Linked DNA regions of Ovis aries: region 1 is linked to region 2. A link is a contact called in public Hi-C data. All regions are on one chromosome and are shown on one strand. Each heading gives the region's core, a stretch centred on a gene start, on an enhancer-like site or on the middle of the called end of the contact. The rest is flanking DNA. Distances are from core to core; before and after follow the strand shown.

Evidence for each region. Hi-C and Micro-C count contacts between places; a contact is called where the count stands out from the background.
Region 1: a Hi-C map of tail adipose tissue shows a contact between it and region 2, with 2.2 times the contacts expected there. The contact joins the promoter of ITIH5 here to the enhancer-like site in region 2. A contact is called at or near these places in 3 of 16 Hi-C or Micro-C datasets (hypothalamus, mesenteric adipose tissue and tail adipose tissue).

The regions. Positions count from the first base shown.
Region 1 is chr13:12,117,821-12,121,322 of ARS-UI_Ramb_v3.0, forward strand. It overlaps ITIH5 (inter-alpha-trypsin inhibitor heavy chain 5), which reads right to left and starts at 1,723. Exons shown (of 14, transcript XM_004014177.6): 1 at 1,575-1,723. The coding sequence starts at 1,664.
Region 2 is chr13:12,083,455-12,087,069 of ARS-UI_Ramb_v3.0, forward strand. All of the region lies in intron 5 of ITIH5 (inter-alpha-trypsin inhibitor heavy chain 5), which reads right to left. Among named protein-coding and RNA genes, the nearest start is that of ITIH5, 34 kb to the right of the region's middle. Within about 2 kb of position 1,602, at least 7 of the 54 cell types and tissues checked have an H3K27ac peak or open chromatin away from gene starts, as enhancers often do. A contact at or near this core is called in tail adipose tissue, where this site is marked.

The DNA of each region.
Region 1 (3,502 bases), core at 473-2,972, 34 kb after region 2:
ATCTTTGTTTCAGTGCTTCCCACATCTTCTCCCTCCGCCCTCTAAAAAGTTTTTGGATCTTTACCCTAAATTCCTTCCTTCAGCACTTCAGTGGCGCCAACATCAAGTGCTGACCATCCCCAGCACTTTTAGATGTATTACCTACCCAACCCTCACTACTCCGTTCTTTCCCACTTTGTACAAAATTGGAGATTGAAGCACTCAGGACTGTGCTCAGCATCACAGAGCTGAAAAGCGCCTGAATCTGGAATTGAGCCCCGGTAGCAGGCATCAAACCCCTATCCTTAACCAAAACATCTGCCATTTCATATACCACAGTATATGAGGTCCTTTACACAAACTAGCAGCTGGATCCTTACAAGTATGCTCAAGAGTAGGTGTGTGCCCTGCTGTGAGGGATAGGAAAGGGAGGCACAGAGAGGCATAGGGGAGCTCGTCCAGGCCACACAGTAGTAAAGAGCAAAGGGGAGACCAGCCTCGCTCTCTGGATGCCAAGCTTGCACATTCCTCCTCCACCACACAGCCTCCTGGAATTTTTATGGGTTATTCCTCATGGCAGTCCTACAAGAGAAGAATCGTTCCATTTGGTAGATAAGCACATCCTTAAGGCAGAGTTGACGTGAAAGTAACTATGGGATGTTTAGGCAGATTCTGTTTTCCAGATCTGCCTTCAAACCAAGGCTCTGGGAAAGGGGTCAGAAGGTATACCTGCTTATCTCTTCCTCTCATCCTGCAAAAGCATGTTTTCGGCTAAACAATTTAAATACATGTGTGCAAAGAGCACCAGGAGATGCAGAAATGCACCGCCTTCGTTAATCAGGACAGAGCCCTTTCTCCCTATAAGGTCTATGCATTGATATCTGTGGGAACCTGTTTGATATTCTTTCAAGAGCCTTCCTATCCATAAGACATTGTATTGAGAGTTCATATTTGCAGGTTTCATTCACTTGTGAGGTTAAGCCATTTAAAAAATCCTGACAGATACACAGAGTATTAACCAGGGGAACTGAGACCTTTGGTTCTTCCTCCTCCGCCCATCATTTGGCCACCTTTAAGCTGCTAAAGCAATAAGAGATGAAAACTCTGTTCTCCCGGTTTTCAGATGAGAAAAGCGGAGGCTTCCACGAGTTTAGAACATTTCCTAGACGTGCTCTCTCTCTAGAACAACTGGAAGCCAACAGCAACCTGCCAAGACTACCCCACAGGCGCATCTGAAAGAACCTTGCAGTTAGCTTAGGGTTCTGGCTCAGAAATGAACAAAACCAGCAGAAACCGCGCAGGTAACAGGAGCCGAAGAGGTTTGGTTCCGCAGGACTTTGAAGTGCAGACACAATTCTGCAAGAAACTTTGTCAGCCAGACTCTCTCCTCGACGGAACAGCAGATGGGGAAGCTCCCAAGCAGAACACTGGGGACGGAGAAGTGAAGGGGGGACGATGTGCCAGGACATGGGGGTGATCCCACCCGCCCTCGCGTCCAGTAGCCTGTCCCGCAGCCACGCGCCCGAAGGCGGCGGTGGTAAGAGACTGCAGCCGGCGCCCGGGGCTCGCCCGGGGCCCCCTAGAACTCCACTTACTTGATCCGATGTGTCTCCCCAGCTCCTCGCCTCTTCCAGCAACCCGGCGCAGAGCGGCAGCGCAAAGTACAGCCCGAGCAGCGGGAGCATGGTGAGGCCGGGCGGCTGCACCAAGACGCTGCGGGACGCGCGGATACAGCGCAGGACTCAGGGCAGCGGTCCGGACTGCAGACTCGCGCGGCCCTGCCTCGCGCTCCGCCCCGCCCCCTGAGCCCTCCGGCCCCGCCCCTCAGCCCCTCCGGTCCCGCCCCCAAGCCTACTCGGGTCCCGCCCCCCGCTCCTTCCGGCCCCGCCCCTTAGCCCCTCCGGCCCCGCCCCCGCGCCCCTCCGGCCCCTGCGCCCCTCCGGCCCTGCCCGCGGCGCCCCGCCGCGGCTTCTCACCCCTCGCGGGTTCAGACTCCTCACTCCCGCGAGGCCCGCCCCCGGTCCGCTGCATCCACAACGGGTGCCCCCAGCCCAGAGCGCACGGTTCGCGCCCCATCGCTCGCCGCCTTCCCGCCAGTACCTTCAGCAACCCCCCTCCTGCCCCGCCCCTCCCTCGCCTTCTCCAACCTGCGCCGGGGGCACCTGCTACCACCTGCATGCCCCTCTCCCGCTCCTTCGTGAACTCACGCCATTCCTGTCTCAGGAGGACACTGTAAGGGCCAACCTGACCCTCCATATACAGTCCGCCCCTTCACCTGCTATACAGACCTCGCTCCCGCGCTGCATGTATACCGCCAGCCCACTTCCAATACGTACCACCTCCCACCCGGTATATACCACCACCATTCCCACACCTGCCGCCTGAGGCATCAGGAGACCTTCTTCTGGGGAAATAGTGCGTTCCCCGTGACATCCAGCACTGATGCCTACAAGCCCAGTTGAGGGAATGCTAAGTGGTCTAACGCGGAAAGTACCAGCAACGTGGTCCGCTTTTATATGGCTCTGGCATAAGAGAACGGAGAGGAAGCTAGAGTTGGCACCACGCCGTAGTACTTCCGATTTTTTTGGTTATTAATCATAAAAATGAATGTCACTGTTATAGTTACAGACTATTGGTCATATTTCTGTCCTGTCATAGGAAGAACTATTAATAATCTGCCAACCATTCACCCACCTTTTAGAGTCTGGGCTCCATCTTTGTACCTGGCAGACGCACAGTGATCTGGAGCTGCTTGTTTCCAAAAGGCAATCACCTCAAAGACACTTAAAAATGTTTTTTGTCGTGATACTGCTGCTGCAAAGTTGCTTCAGTCGTGTCCTACTCTGTGCGACCCCATAGACGGCAGCCCCCCAGGCTCCCCCATCGCTGGGATTCTCCAGGCAAGAACACTGGAGTGGGTTGCCATTTCCTTCTCAATGCATGAAAGTGAAAAGTGAAAGTGAAGTCGCTCAGTCATGTCTGACTCTTCCAGACTCCATGGACTGCAGCCTACCAGACTCCTTCGTCTATGGGATTTTCCAGGCAAGAGTACTGGAGTGGGTTGCCATTGCCTTCTCCTTGTCGTGATAAAAATCACATAAAATTAAAAGTACTATTTTAACCCTATTTACCTGTACAATTTGGTGACACTAAGTACGTTCACATTATCATGCAACTTTTACCATCATGCATCTCCTGAATTTTTCACCTTAAGACATTTTTTTATGTCTCTGTAAAAATTCCCTCTAAATTAATACACTGAGTAATAAGTTGGCATCTATCTCAGTGGCCAAAAACGGAAATGGTTAACTCAAAAGACAGAACATCAGTCCTGTGGAATATTACACAGCTGTTAAAAAACAACCATAAAGTGCATGGAAACAGAAAAAATGTTTACAGCATAATTTAAAGGAAAAATCAGATCACATAACCATATCAAAAGTATGAGTTTAATTGGGTAAAAATACATATGAATGGACATCAGAACTAGGGAAGAATGAGAAGAGTTGGTGTGTTAGCTTAT
Region 2 (3,615 bases), core at 352-2,851:
CACACCCAAGATCTGGAGAACTTAACCAACTTAAACCAGGAAGGGGGCAACAGAGGATGAGGTGGTTGGATGGCATCACTGACTCAAGGAACATGAGTTTGAGCAATCTCCAAGAGGTGGTGAAGGACAGAGAAGCTTGGCATGCTACATACAGTCAGTCCAGGGGGTTGCAAAGAGTCGGACACAACTTAGCAACTGAGCAACAACAAACCAGGAAGGTGTTGAAAACTCAGTGGCATCTTCATGGCTAACAGTTATTTATTCTTAAATTCTTTTAACAAATACTTACTGAGCACCCATTCTATGGCAGGCACCATGCTAGGTGCCTCCATTTCAATCCTGAGAGCCATCACAGCAAACGGCAGGGTCAGGAGGTTAACAGACCAAACAAAGGGAAAGAAAAATTTGATTTTTAAACAGATTCAACCAACTCCTCACTGGTGTCTACGGATACACAAGACACTGTAGACACATACAAGTCTAGCCGACAGTCAAAGGTGACTTGAGCTTGCAGGACTCAAGACTGGTCATTAATTTATCCTCAAAGACCCCGCCAGAGTCAACAATCTCATCTTCCAACATCAAAGGTAATGAAACTGTATTTTGAGTGGTTCTTTTCTTTCTAATGACGCTTTCTTGGTTCTTAGAATTATTTTATGGGAAGCTGACCTAGGAGTGATACAATTAAAAAGCAAGCTGTAGGCTGAGTTCCTGGGCAGGTAAAGGATAAAGAGCACACACTGCTTGCAGAGCACTCGGTGGGGGCTGGGAGTGGGGGTGGGGGGGCTTGGGTATGGGTTCTAAAAACCTAAAGCATCATTTTTTTTTCCCCAGAAAAGATACAAGTGAACTTACATACAAACCAGAAATATACCCACAGACATGGAAAACAAATTCAGGGTTACCAAAGGGGGAAAGGTGGGGTAAGAAGACATAAAGGAAGAAATAAATTAGAAGTCTGGGATTAACATATACTACTATATACGGGCTTCCCTGGTGGCTCAGACAGTAAAAAACTTGCCAGCAATACAGGAGACCCCAGTTTGATCCCTGGGCCAGGAAGATCTCCTGGAGAAGGGAATGGCAACCCATTCCAGTGTTATTTCCTGGAGAATTCAATGGACAGAGGAGCCTGGCTGGCTAAAGTCCGTGGGGTCGCAAAGAGTCAGACACGACTGAGCGGCTAAGCTCACACAGTACATAAGGGAAAAGGGTCTGAAAAAATAGATACACGTGTGCGTGTAACTGAGTCACTTCATTGTGCACCGGAGTGACACAACGTGGTAAATTAACCATACTCCAACTTTTTTAAATGGTTAAAAATTAATGAATAACAGTAATTCATCTAAAAAAGCTGCTTCTATAGGTCAGGATCCTAACAGAGTTCATGTCCATACATTCTGCTGGGAGGCCCAAAGTAAGGCTCCTAACATTTACCAACTGTCAAAACCACCTGGGGTGCTTTGAAAAATGCAGCTGTCTGAAGAGAGACAGAAAGTGGATTAGTGGTTGCCTGGGGCTGAGGTTGGAACAGGGAGTGACTGCAAAGAGGCACAAACATCTTTTCGGGGTGATAGGAATGTTCTAAACTTGGATTGGGCTGATGGTTGCGCAACTTTGCAAGTGTACAAAAACCACTGAGTTACAAGACTTAAAATGAGTCAATCTTATGCTCAGCCTCAATAAAACTGCTTTTTTAAAAGAGCAAAGAACAGGACTTCCCTGGTGGTCCAGTGGTTAAGAATTTGCCTGCCAATGCAGGGAACAAGGGTGCAATCTCTGGTCTGGGAAGATCCCACATGCCCCGGAACGACTAAGCTGGTGAGCCGCAGCTATTGCAAACCGCATGCCTAAAGCCCATGCTCCACAACAAGAGAAGCCACAGCAACGAGAAACCCGGACACCACCACTAGACCCCATTCACCACAACCAGAGAAAGCCAAACACAGCCATGAAGGTTTAGCAAAGCCAAAAGTAAATAAGCAAAAATTTTAAAAAGAAATAGGCAAAGAATATAAAGGATAGACTATGCAAGTCACAGAGCCACATCTGTTTAGTGGTAGGAAAAATTCTGAGCATTATTCTCGAGCATTACAAATAAATAACTTAAAAGCATTCATAAAATTTTCAGTTTCTCGTAGAATAGACTCAGAATATCACACCTCAAAATACAGTTATCAAGGCCTCAACCCGGGTAAATTCTAATTCAAGTGTTTGAGTGAGGATTCAGTCATCTGTTTTTTTTTTTTTTTTTTTTAACCTCTCCAGGAGACTCTAGGGTATAGCCAGATTTGAGCATCACTGATATAAAGCTAAAGGAGGTGAAAAAGGCAAGGTACCTTATTTCTAATATTGTTTATCTCATTTTATTTTACTCTGAGCCATCAGGGATCTGATCATAAAAGAAAATTTTATGGCTCCAACTAGTTTTTTGTTTTGCTTTGTTTTTTTGGTGTTTTTTTTTTTTTTTTTAATCATGGAAAGGGCAGTGATTCAGGTGCCATAGGACCACAAGAAGTTTGAGATTTTAACCTAGAGAGTGAAGTAAACAGCTTTAAACCAATCACATAGGTGGAATATTTATCCAGGTTATAACTTAAGATCGTCAGACATCCAGGGATGTTCCAGAAAAGAATTAATTTGAAATACTCCTGTTCCATTGAGCCTCCAAATCATCAAGTTACTGAGAGAGCAGGAAGCAGGGTGACGGGAGACAGAGAGAGTGTGGTCTTGCACGGAACACCAATTTGTAACCTGTTAGAGTTTGAACCACACACACAAGTTAACTGCTTTAATAATCCAGAAAGTAGAATCCAGAAAGTAGACTTGCAAATTACATCTCACAGCATTGGCTTTCACACTGAGACAAAGTTCATTCATTTATGGTTCAATAGCCATGGGCCCAACACATCAGACAGGGAAACTGAGGCAAAAGTAGGTTCCACAGCTTTTAGGCTTTTTCTTCTTTTTATGGACCTAGGGGGAGACATGGAATCTGAATTCACACCCTAAGTATTTTACAAAAGCTCCCAGGGAGGGCTGTCCTAGAAGTCTGGTGTGCACAAGCTGAGTCTAGTAGCTAGCACACGGTCATTCTTATCTAGAACTGCTTCCCTAACGATATCAGCAGGTCCAGTGGATAGAGGTTTGCTCAGAGAGCATCCAGAAGTCTGACCTCAGAGGCCTGTGCTGGCTCCAGTCGCTTGCAGCCCACGTCCTGGTCTCAGTTCTATTCTAGCTGCGTCTCTGCCCGGGTGCTTTCAGAACACACGCAACAACATCCAGGCACAATCACAGTATCCTGTGCCTCTGGCTCCTTCCTGAAGCGGCTATTTTGCAGGAACAGAGGCAGCTGAGCTCTGGACTGACTGAGGAGCAAAAAGGGCCCCAGTCCACCGCACCTGGCCCAGGGAACGGCCTGTGAGATCTCTTGCTCTGTAAGGCCAGATATCTGGTCTGGTGCAAAGAGCCAGGAAAACAATTTTCTTAAAAATAAACAAATTCCCAGGAGATCAATGGTCTGGAAACATTCTGCAGAGATTCCCACAGGCCCTGCTGATAAGCAGTGAGAAACTTTACAAACAACCATCAGGATTCAGACCTACCCCTTACAGG